Regions from separate parts of the Mus musculus genome. Here regions 2 and 3 are each linked to region 1. Evidence: chromatin contacts called from public ChIA-PET and Hi-C data. All regions are on one chromosome and are shown on one strand. The core of a region is the stretch at or near the end of the contact, and the rest is flanking DNA. Distances in the headings are between cores, read along the strand shown. Region 1 overlaps Sema4d (sema domain, immunoglobulin domain (Ig), transmembrane domain (TM) and short cytoplasmic domain, (semaphorin) 4D). Region 2 has its middle 58 kb from the start of Gm40948. Region 3 has its middle 4.9 kb from the start of Gm40948.

Region 1 (4,030 bases), core at 825-3,324:
GCTTGCGTGTCCATCAGCTCACAGGTTCAGGGCACCATGTTGGGTCTGGTGTTGGGCAAAGCCCTTCTGGTCTGTTAGCCCCTGGTTCTGGACTCTCTTTCTTGGTATCTTGCTCGGCCCCACCCCACTTCTTTTCCAGGGCTTAATTAATTAGCTTGTTGTTAATCAATTTTTGTTAATTAACAAAATAATTAATTAAATCCTGAGCCAGGACCTCACTGTGGAACCACGGTAGGACTGGGACTCACTGTGTAGACTGGAGCCTGCCTCCCCCACCCCACCCCACCCCCCCCAGTGTTGCGATTATGGCCTGGGACTACATATAGACTAAACTAGCAATGAACTCACAGAGCTCCCTCTGACCTATGGTTAAAGGCCTGTGCTACCACCTATTAATTTTGGAATCTGTTTTGTATCTTTAAATTTTATTTCAGTCAGGGTCTTCTGTAGCCCAGACTGACCTCAGACTACATAGCTAAGGCTAGCCCCGAACTCCTCTTTCTTCTGCCTTCACCTGGTGGTGCATTGACATTCTAGGTTTATGAAGGGCTGGGGATAGAACTTTGGGGCTTTGCGCATGTGAAGCAAACATTCTACCAATAGAGATAAGGAATGTTTTCTTTTCTTTTTTTTTTTTTTTAAATAATCTATTTATTTATTACATGTAAGTACTGTCTTCAGACACACCAGAGGAGGGCGCCAGATCTCATTAGGGATGGTTGTGAGCCACCATGTGGTTGCTGGGATTTGAACTCAGGACCTTCGGAAGAGCAGTCAGTGCTCTTAACCGCTGAGCCATCTCTCCAGCCCAGGAATGTTTTCTTATAAAAAATGTTCAAGCAGGAATGTGACCTGCATGACCTTGGCTGGCGACCCTGGCAGGCGTTCAGCCTTCTCTGTTCACACCAACATCTACTTCCATCAGGGGGATGTGAAGAGGAAAGAAATATCCATGTCCCATGCTACCTGACCCTCGCAGCTGGAACAAATCAGAGGGCCTCCTGCGTGTCACAGCTCCCTTGTTCTGCTCATCTCCAGTTTCTGCAACACCCAGGATCTTCTGGGCTTAGACCAGTGCCACCTGTGCCTCTGTACCTAGAGGGTGCTTGAGATCAGAGTGGTGTTGCTGTCCTGGCTTTCCTTAGCTGTGAATGCTCAGTGTTGGAGGGAGTTGGTCACCATGGCTTGGACCCTAGCAACCCACAGCCCCCTTCCTCACTGTGGCAGGAGAATGGGCTCTTACGCGACAGGACGCAGCACTGTGAACTTGCTCAGCAAAACGCAGAGTTCATAATTGTCGGACTCACCACTGTCTGTTTCCCAGTCACTGCCTCAGTTCTTGGCTTCCTGCTTTCTGGTTGGATCAGGGTAGGAGTCACCCCTTGTGCTTGGCTGCTGTGAATTTCTAGGGTAGGACAGGGGTCCGTCTGGCTCCTATTCTGTAGAACCGCTGTCTATAATTGGAGTCACCTCTTTGCATGTCACCTGTATCTCCTTTTGAGCTATAGCGATAGTTAAGGAAAATGGTGAGCTGAACTGGCTTAGAATATCCCACTCCTTGGAGGAAGGAGGGGTTCGGGCTATCTTTAGGAAGCTTCTAAATCCATTGGGATAGAAACCAGACAGTCGGGGCTGGTGAGATGGCTCAGTGGGTAAGAGCACCCGACTGCTCTTCTGAAGGTCCAGAGTTCAAATCCCAGCAACCACATGGTGGCTCACAACCATCCGTAATGAGATCTGATGCCCTCTTCTGGTGTCTGAAGACAGCTACAGTGTACTTACATATAATCAATAAATAAATTATAAAAAAAAAAAAAGAGAGAGGAAGATAAAGAAGAGAGGGGGCACTTTCTATTTTAAAAAAAAAAAAAAAAGAAACCAGACAGTCTGTCCTTTAGTACCGGACAGACTAAGGGACTGAATAGAGATGCTGGAAGAGCCTGCCCTGCCCTCTGTGGGAGGAAGGGTGGGGCAGGGGAGGCCTGGCAAGTGGGTAGATGCCATGCCAGCATTGGGCTCACATCTGGAGACTGTTGTGCTCCCTTCAGCTTCTAGTAACCACACCCAAAGGTGAGGCGGATCTGTGTATCAGGGCAGCTGGTGAGTGACTCAGCGCTGAGCTCTGCATCCTGGGATCCTGGTGTGTGCTGGGCCTCAGGCTTGGCTAGGGCAGGTGAGGACAGGGACAGAGGCTCAAGGGACCTGGCCACAAGTCCATCAGACAGCAAAGCCTGGTCTTCTGTTTCTTGTTTGTGGACAAATCAGAGTTAATTGCTAGTGTTTCCATGGTAATTAACGGCTTCCTGGTGAGGCAGGAAGAGCTCGGGTTGCCTCCTGGGCTAGCTATGACTTTTGATGTGACCCACTACTCCTGCAGAATGGGGCCCTGAGGCTATGTCTTCATGGGTACGGAGGTTAGTGTGTGCTTACATACTGTATGTATGTATGTGAGCACATGCGTGCATTTTCGTGCACATTTGTGTATGGCTATGTGCATTCTGTGTGTCTACCCATGCATGTGCACCCTTACATGTATTCCCAGGGGAGTGCCCTGTAACCGCAAACCTCTGATGTCTGGTAATATTCCTGGGTTAGCATGTCAGAAGTTGGGAAGTGAGCCCTCCAGGGAAACTGAGACCCGTACTGTTCCTTTCAGTTGTGGCATGTCACCAAGCACCTGGCTGTCCCTCTAGCTAGTTATTTCCACCTTGGTGGGTCCATCCATCTTGGTGTGTTTTAGCCTTGTTGTCTTCTCTCTGTGGGATCTGTCTGTCTGGCAGCCCCACAAATCCTGGATGCCTTCCATGTCCCTCAGCAGGCAGGTTCAGACAGGATAGACAGTAGAAAGGGATGGAGGGGACTGAGAACCATCTGGAGCCGCTGGGACCTATAGTCTCGTCCTTTCCTTCTTTTGCAGGTCAGACGGGAACACCGGCAGCCTTGGCATGACGTCGTGAAGGTGGCCATTGCTAACCTGACATGTGGGGACTCAGGAACCCCACCCCTTATGGGCTCCAGTCTGTGCTGCTGGCCCCAGCTCTGGGGCTCTAAGAGGTCCTTGCTGCTACCCCACAGCAGCCTGCTGCCATCCATGTGTGCCCGTTGCTGAAGGCCTCGGTGGCCCCTGCCCATGAGGATGTGTGCCCCCGTTAGGGGGCTGTTCTTGGCCCTGGTGGTAGTGTTGAGAACCGCGGTGGCATTTGCACCTGTGCCTCGGCTCACCTGGGAACATGGAGGTAAGTGAGTGTGAGCCATGAGTGAGTGTGAGTGTGGGTGCAGCAGCTCTGGAGAGTGTGGGGTCCCTGCTTTGGATGCTCTGTGGGGTCTGTCAGGGCAGGCTTAAGCCGCTGGGATGTCAAAGGATGCTGTGTGACCAGGAGACCCCACAGCAAGCGCCAAGCTTAGGTTGGACGGTGTATGTGACCTCAGTGGCTCACGGCTTACTTAATGCTGACGACATCCCAGGTACTTATGCTGCACTGTTGAGATTAGCTCAGCCTCAGAGAGGTCTCCAGGCCCGATTTCCAGGATGGGGACACACTGGCTGTCCCACATTCCAGGGAGGGAACTTTGTGAAGACAGAAGCCGGGAAGCAAAGTGCACTGAGAATGTCCAACTCTGAAGCTACCTGGACACTCCGGGTGCTGACTTGTAGGCAAGTTCAGATGAAGTTCATTGATGGGGGAGGGGGCAGAATGCTGAGCTCAGCATCACAGCAGGAACCTCCACACTCAGGAAGTTGATGCAGGAGGATCGTGAGTTCCAGGCCAGCCTGGGCCACGGAGAGAGACCCTGTCTAAGAAGACCAGTATTGTGTATGTCCTGCCTGTGTTAACATGTTCTTAAACTGGTGCAGGTACGAAAAAGCATCACTTGTCTCTGGAAATCATTGGTAATGAGTGTAAATTTGTTTTGGAGAGAGATGTGTCCCCCCCACCCCCACCCCCATCATGACTTTTCTTTTTTTAAAGGGGGCACCGGGGAAAGAACATAAACCCTGCACACACTAGGCAGATGTTCTACCAATGAG
Region 2 (3,493 bases), core at 22-2,521, 300 kb before region 1:
AACACCACCCAGAAGGAGACCCGGAGCCAGAAAACAAGCAGTGGGGCTCACACACAGAGAAGGATGCAGTAGGCAGAGCTTCCCACCCATCTCCAACAAAACCAGCAGAGCTGCATCTTCTCATAGGGCTCAAACTCACATCCCCAGCTCTCCAAACAGGGACACTCCCCTCCCCCTTTCCAGCAGGAGGTTACCCAAACAGGTCCCACATGTCTGTAGGATTTATCTTCAGACTCCTGCAGTCCCCCACTAATGCCCGGCAGCTGATCTGAACAATCTATTAACTTTCAGTCGGATCCCTCAGCATATCTCCGAGTTGAAATTCTACCCATCCTCCACATGCCCGGCCTCATTCCCCAGCAGCTGCCTGCGAGAAGAAACATGGTCTCTTTGAAGCTGCAAGGCACCCAGGCCCTGCAACTGTGTAAAGGTACAGCTGAGCAGGACAGAAAAGTCATGGCTGGGGAGGGTGGGGGGGAGAGGGGTTCGTGGCAGGGGGCGGGGCTTATTCACAGCTCTAGGACAATCTGTCCGGAAGCCACAGGCTAATGTGGCAGATGCCTAGGGCACCGCCTTGGCCATGGAAAGCAGATGTGCTTCTAGTTTTGATCCTGAGAACACAGAAAAGAAATGCTAAAAAAAAGCATCATTTGAGCATCTGTGGAGGTCCTGCATCTGTTTCTCTCCAGAGGCTGCTAGCTCCACCATTGGCATTATTGTTGTTGTTTTCCACAAAGGTAAGTAAGCCCTCGCTGATTTCCCAGACAGTTGTAACAAATAATCACAGAGCTAAATAAAACAGAAAGCTGTGCCAATGGGCTGCGATGATGGCTCAGTCAAGTGCTTGGGTACAAGGCTCGGCACCTGACTGTGATCCCCATGTACAAACCTGGGCAGTGGTGGCACGTGCTGGTAATCCCAACTCAGGGGAGGCGGGGACAAGAAGATCCTTGGGGGGGGGGGGGTCACTGGACTGCCAGCTTGCCCCATTTAGCTCAATGGAAAATGAGAACTCCTGTCTCAAAAAAACACAAAATAGATGACACTTCAGAAACAATGTTCTAAGTTGATCTTTGATCTGCAGACACATAGACACACATGCGTACACACAAAGAAAAATAAAATAAATAAGAAGAATGAGGTGCCCACGAACCCACTTCCTTCCACCTTGGAACCCACTTTCTGCCATTTGGAGCCCACTTCCTGCCACCTTGAAGCTCACTTGCCACCTTGGAGCCCACTTCCTGCCACCTTAAAGCCCACTTCCTGCCACCTTAGAGCCCACTTCCTGCCATTTGGAGCTCACTTCCTGCCACGTAGGAGCCTACTTCCGGTCAGTGTGGTGCCTGTGGTGGTGTTCTCATACCCCAAATGCCTCCCCAGAGGTTGGAAGATTAGCTATTCCGTGGCTCTGAATTTGTCACCTTCTGTCAACCCCGTTTATACTCATGGGTCAGGAATTCAGTCGCACAAAAGTGGCTTCTGATTCCTCGAAAGATGGCTGTTGGGGTCCCATAAAAGGCACACATTGGCCCTCTCCACCACAGCATATCCCGACAGCCTCAAAGATGCTGTGTAGCTATGGTGATGGAGCAGCCTTCCCTACTTTCAGAGGACATAGAAATGCATCTCCACAGAATGACTGTCTTTAAGAAACGATCTCCCACAGTGATGGACAAGCAGGATCCAGTGCCCCGCCCACCAACACAGCCCTGTCCACCAACACAGCTTAACTGCAGTACTTGTCTGTCTCTTCTTGCTTTCTCTCCCATGGCCACTCTTAAGTGAAGGTCACACTCTTGAGATGACCCTGCCCAGGAAAGAACATCTCCCCTCTGCAATCTCCTGAGGTTGCTTTCATGTTTTCTGTAAGATTCACATCCAGATTCTTTTAAAGGGAGAGAATTCACTCATGCTTTCAAGGTGGCCTCTGAATTATTGCTGAATACCCTCTCTGCTAACAGCTGCTGGCAGTATGATAGGATTCCTTCTCGGGGCATGCAGTAGGCAATTGCTAGCATATTGCTTCACCATGCACAAAGTCTATCCTGTGGAGATGCCCATCAACTGTCCAGCTGCCTGCTTTGCAAGTCCCTGCCATATGGCATTCCGCCCTGGGTAACTGACTCTACAGTCATACCATGTGGCCAAAGCCACTCCCCTGGACCACACTCAGTCTGGCCAGACACTCCAACAGTCACTGTGCTGGCAGGCTGTGCATCAGGTGCGTGGTCCGCAGTGATCTCAGCCTGAGCCACCCCTATGTGAGGTCCCATGCATGACAAGTGTGGCTCAGCAGTTCCCCGAGCACCAGGCCCAGGTGACGAGGCTTTTCTGTCTACCCACTAATTGCCATTTTCTCTGAGCTCTGTCTGGCCGCAACTCCAAAATTCCATTCTAACAGACTGCATCGTGTCCCCAAGCAAGGAGTCATCCCTCACTGTCTGCAGTGTTTGAGATCGGGTAACACAGACACATAGATCAAGGCTCTTCACAGTCCTCTGTAAGTGGTGAGGTCAGAGCCTGCTGCTCGGCTGCTGGTCCGTGGACCTTTGTATTGTGTGGTGTAGACAGCCACAGGTGGTGCATGGGACGAGACTCTGGGCTAGCAAATGCTCACAAGATTTTCCTTTCCTGGGTCTTCAGAAGTCTGCAAGACCCAAGGCTGACAGCACAAGCCCAAGAAACGATGGATGACTTCTTCCTGGCTGATTTCTACTTGCCTCAGAGAGCCCCACGTGGGCTGTGGGGCCGCCGGCTGTGGGGCTGCCGGCTGCGGGAACCACCCAGCAAGCATTAATCAGCGCTGCAGATTGCCCTCCAAGGACACACTGTACTACAAGGAGAGAGCTTTGAACTTCAGCTGCCACAGCTGGGGGGAACTTGATAGTGGGAAGTAATAAAGAGCCATCGGAGGGAGGTCGTTGGCTGAGGGTAGGGGTGCTCCCTGGGAGACGGAAACGGAAACGGAAGCACCGGCATCTAGCCATTTTTGTTTTGTTTGTTTTGTTTCTGCCTGCATCACCAGCTTTTTAGATGGGCAGAAAGCAGAGATCTGAGGACAGGAATCCAGGCCCAGACTATATAGTAAAGAAAGCACTCTGCTCCACAGAGGACTTTGAGCCATGACAGGCTGCTCTCTCTCGGGAAGGGGCACTCTACTCTGAGGGACACTCTACTCAGAAAGGGGCCTTCTGAGGCTGGACAGCAAGGAGGGAACTTGTGGAATTCCCAAGGTTCACCTGACTCAGCTCCTTGGAGAGGCCTCCGAGGGAACAAGTCATTGAATTGAAGCCTGTGGTCTGCTGAGCTCTTGGAGGCTTTGGGCCAGCTGGCACTCTGCATTGTGGGTGTGGCCTTCACAAAGCCATGTCTTCCTAAGTGCTAGGGCAGGGGCAAACAGCAGCAAGCCCTGCCTTCCTCTTTCCCCAAAAGTAGTCCATAAAGAGATAAGGCAAAGCAAAGGTGGGTGAAGAAGTTCTGGGGCCGAGAA
Region 3 (3,958 bases), core at 615-3,114, 350 kb before region 1:
CCCATCAATTTTTCCAAAAGTTCCAGCTGGGTGAAATGGAAGAAAACAATGGTTAAGTTCTCTCTCTCTCTCTCTCTCTCTCTCTCTCTCTCTCTTTCTCTCTCTCTCTTTCACACACACACACACACACACACACACACACACACCCCTCTGTAGATTTGTGCAGATAGACTACCCTTCTGATAGTTACATGATGAAACTGATGCCCTTCTTGAGATGTCTTCAACTCTGCTCTGAAGATTGCTTGGGGTACATATCTAAAGGAGAGGAGCCTGAGAAGTGTTTTCTAGCTTGACCATTAAAATTCATCCCACCAAGGTGAAGAGAGCCACACCATCTCCTTAGTTTAACCCTGCCTTGGGCCCTGCCACGGTGGGAAACAAGCTCTGGTTCTGCCCGAAGTGGTCTGGGGATCCTAAGTACATTCCGTAGATGCTTCTGCCCCAGCCCCTTCCAGGTGGACAAGCTCATCTTCCAGGAGCAAGCTGTGAGAACAGCAGCTAAGTTTAGCCGCCAGCTCTGTGGATGTGCAAGGCTTCTATTATTAAACCGGCATGGGATAAATATTTCCGCCGTGACACACAACTGCTCCTGGCATGCAGGAACTCCTGTCCCTAGATCCATCCCAAAAAGGGAAGCTCGCAGAGATCTAAAACTGGGCTACGGGAATCCCAAAGAATGCAAGGCTTGGAAAGTATCCAGCTCGTATTTGAAATGCTTCTCCCATGAGGTGCAGAAAAGGAACATCGGACTCTGAAACGCAGGATACTGCGACCACAAAGACACATGGGGGCTGCTGCCTGCACAGTTCTCTTGTGGTTCACTGGCCCCGGCATGGTTGCAGGCTGCATTCCCAGCTCAATTCCACACAGCTGTACTCAGAGAAGCAAACACACTTGCAGTTTCAGCTGTCCAAAGTGCCAGAATCCCTACCTCAGAAACTCCAGCTCGCTTTGAGACACAAGATAGATTTCTCTGTGCCTGGAAGACTAACTAGATACTTCAGGAAGTAAAGAATAGCCTGGAAACCCAGGAGTGTGAAGCGACATGGGAGCTGATAACTGTCACTCTGACCCAAGCACCGGGTTCAGGTCGTGACATCACAACTCAACGACTTGAGTGAGGATGGTCGCTGATTTTCTTTCCCCCTTGTTTCTTTGCTGATGACAAATATGTATTGCCTGCTGCATGTCAGTCACAGTTCTAGATGACAGGCACTTGACCAGATGAAGGAAGTAAGAAGTAAGGGAAATAGTCTAAAGGGGAAAAAGAACCCTAACCAAGCTCAGCGTAAGGATAGTGCTCTGTCCAGGAGTGGTGAATGCCTCAGAGGACAGTAGAGCAGGCTGGGTGGAGAGAGATTTCTGAGAAGATATCTGGGCATGGACCGCAGAGCAAGAGAGACAGGCGGTTTACAAGCTCAGGAATGATGGAGAATTATCCTCATGTTATGAGAAGCAGAAGGCTTTAGGTGAGGACTGGAATCGGAGGTGAGATGTGATGTAGCAGGGAGAGGCTGGGCTGTCCCAGCCTAACCATCTAGGCCTGGTTGGGATGTGTGATATCCTGGGGCTTGGTTTAAATGCAATGACCAAGCAACACAGGAGTTACTGTGCTCCCCCATTTCTACCTCACTGCTGTGGTCAAATCACTGACAAAACACAACTCAAAGGAGGAAGGCTCTATTTCAGCTGCTGGTTTGAGGAATTTTTTGATCATTGTTCTAGGGGGGAAGAAGAGTTTGTCAGGAGAGGCAGGGGGCCGTTTGCTCCTATCTTGATAGACCAGGAAACAGAGACAGGGCAGGAAGTGGAACTGGTCTGTAAAACCCCAGGGCCCACCCAGAGCGACTCACTTCCTTGAAAGAGGCTCCACCTTCAAAAGGTCCCACAACCTCCCCCAAACAGAACCACCAGCTGGGGACCACGTGTCCAAGACACATGTGCCCGTGGGAAACATTTCATATTCCAACCACAGCACCATCCTACACCACTAGTTTATTAAAGGCTGGTCAGATGTCACAAACCAGCTTAATAATGCATCGATACAGTTACAGGCATAAGGTTTGAAGGCAACGTTTCCTGGGGAACCTTCTGAATTGCTGTCACCAATCTGTAGTCATTAGGACTGGACAGATGGCTTAGAGCACTGGATGTCCAGTCATGGGAACCAGCATTGGGACCCCAGCCCCCATGTAACAAGGTTGGCAAACATTTGTAACTCCAGCTCTGAGGGATGCAATGCCTTCTTTCTTCTGGCCTCTGCACATGTACATGTCACACACACATGCATGCACATAGGTTCACACAGATACGGACACCACACACAGAAATAAATAAATTCTTCTAAAAAAAATGTAGTCATTAAGAAAGAACCAGGAAAATTGACTGTGCTCTCTGCACAGGCACAGCATTGACAGAAGAAAAAAACCTGGGGTAGAACCAGGGTGTCAAACAATTGTCTGTTTTCCCCTTTCTTATAATGTAGGATGTGTCAGTGGTCAAAACACCTATGCATAGCAACCGCATGGACTTTTGGGTGTGCCAAGAAGCCAAGTATTATCAGACATCCCAGTCCCATGGCCGGAAGACAGCTGACCATGGAGTGGAAGCCACCTCCAAACCGGCCTCTGTGTCCACTCGTGATCGTATGATCAGAATCTGGGGTATTTGTTGGCACAGACAAGGGGATGCAAGAGTCTGGATCTGCAGATGCTCTTACAAGGAAATCGGCTCCCTCACACGTTACACAGATACTGCAGGCTCCTCCCCTCTCAAGTTGGCATTCCTCCTGTATCTGCTGCTCAGAGTGTAGGAAATCACACCCTGGAAGCCTGCAGTGCTGCAGAGTCACACCAAAATTCCTGAATAGGCACAGCCTCCCACCAGACAGGTTCTCACAGGATCCAGTAACACCAGCCCACACCACCTTCTTCATAGAAATCTAGTTCTGCCATCCCTGCCCCACCCCCCAAATTCATTTCTGTTTTTGAAAAGCAGCTTCCTCCTAACTAATACCTTTACCATCTCAAATACCAGGGTCCCCAGATTTCCTCTCTAGCAACCTAGAGGACTGAGTTCATGCACAGAAAACCAGTGGATAGGTCAAATCTCACTTATCTCAGAGGTGAGCTGGGATGGAGAGTCTGCTCCATGCTGTCACCAAGCAGTCACCTGTCCCTGTGGTATGCCAGGGCTCTGTTGGCCCGATGACTTCTACATCAAATGGTTTGCCACAGCTACAGGAGAGCAAGAGGTGAGCTCAGGACCTGTCTGGAGGCACTTTATCTACACCAGAGCTTTGAGACATAGCTTCCCTTGGTTATATACATGCAGAGACCAGCCTATGTTAAACTTGTGGACCTCTTCCTCAAGCTACCATCTTGACCCAGTTCAGACTCCCTCTGAGTGGCTGTCTTAATATCTCACATAGCATAGAAGGACCTGTGTGTCACTAAGTGGACGCTAAGAGACTCCTGCATCACTTAGGGCCCCAAAGCTGTGAATTACTTAAGAGAGTTGCTAAGGCCTTCAGGGGCTGCTGTTTCTGCAGATCTCTTCCCTGAGAGCCCGGGAAAGTAAGGGAGCACCCCCACACCTCGTCAACTCCTAAGGCCCTGGGAGAATAGCTTCATTTTTCCCTGTGAGAGCAGGGGAGGCCTTGGGCGTTAGGAGAATCCTGCCTGCTCTTGGGAACTGATTCCACAGAGAGCAGCACCTGGGACATTTCAGACGTACACCCTTCTCTGCCTGTTTTTTGCTCTGAGGATGGTGTTCAGGTCCTGCAAGGTCCTCTCTAGAGACATCATCTCCTGGTTAGCACTTGTACTTACTTCTTTAGGAAGCTGGCGCTCTGAGGCTTCTAAGCCATATCTCAGTCAGGTGCTGAAGGGAGGTCACGTGGAGGTTATAAACTGACTTTCCTGTGCACGCACACACACACACACACACACACACAC

The links. Hi-C and Micro-C count contacts between places; a contact is called where the count stands out from the background. ChIA-PET counts read pairs in DNA pulled down with a chosen protein or histone mark.
Region 2: a Hi-C map of the N1E-115 cell line shows a contact between it and region 1, with 2.3 times the contacts expected there. The contact joins two enhancer-like sites. A contact is called at or near these places in 1 of 484 Hi-C or Micro-C datasets (the N1E-115 cell line) and 2 of 115 datasets of contacts at active chromatin or transcription factors (memory CD8 T cells and microglia).
Region 3: an RNA polymerase II ChIA-PET map of memory CD8 T cells shows a contact between it and region 1, with 13 read pairs. The contact joins two enhancer-like sites. A contact is called at or near these places in 1 of 484 Hi-C or Micro-C datasets (double positive thymocytes), 2 of 115 datasets of contacts at active chromatin or transcription factors (double positive thymocytes and memory CD8 T cells) and 1 of 9 other capture datasets (adipose tissue).

Annotation. Positions count from the first base shown.
Region 1 is chr13:51,724,430-51,728,459 of GRCm38.p6, reverse strand. It overlaps Sema4d (sema domain, immunoglobulin domain (Ig), transmembrane domain (TM) and short cytoplasmic domain, (semaphorin) 4D), which reads left to right. Exons shown (of 16, transcript NM_013660.5): 3 at 2,918-3,236. The coding sequence starts at 3,131. Among named protein-coding and RNA genes, the nearest start is that of Sema4d, 67 kb to the left of the region's middle. Within about 2 kb of position 2,074, at least 43 of the 459 cell types and tissues checked have an H3K27ac peak or open chromatin away from gene starts, as enhancers often do. A contact at or near this core is called in the N1E-115 cell line and memory CD8 T cells, where this site is marked.
Region 2 is chr13:52,024,314-52,027,806 of GRCm38.p6, reverse strand. No RefSeq gene overlaps it. Among named protein-coding and RNA genes, the nearest start is that of Gm40948, 58 kb to the left of the region's middle. Within about 2 kb of position 1,271, at least 113 of the 459 cell types and tissues checked have an H3K27ac peak or open chromatin away from gene starts, as enhancers often do. A contact at or near this core is called in the N1E-115 cell line and memory CD8 T cells, where this site is marked.
Region 3 is chr13:52,076,682-52,080,639 of GRCm38.p6, reverse strand. No RefSeq gene overlaps it. Among named protein-coding and RNA genes, the nearest start is that of Gm40948, 4.9 kb to the left of the region's middle. Within about 2 kb of position 1,864, at least 114 of the 459 cell types and tissues checked have an H3K27ac peak or open chromatin away from gene starts, as enhancers often do. A contact at or near this core is called in memory CD8 T cells, where this site is marked.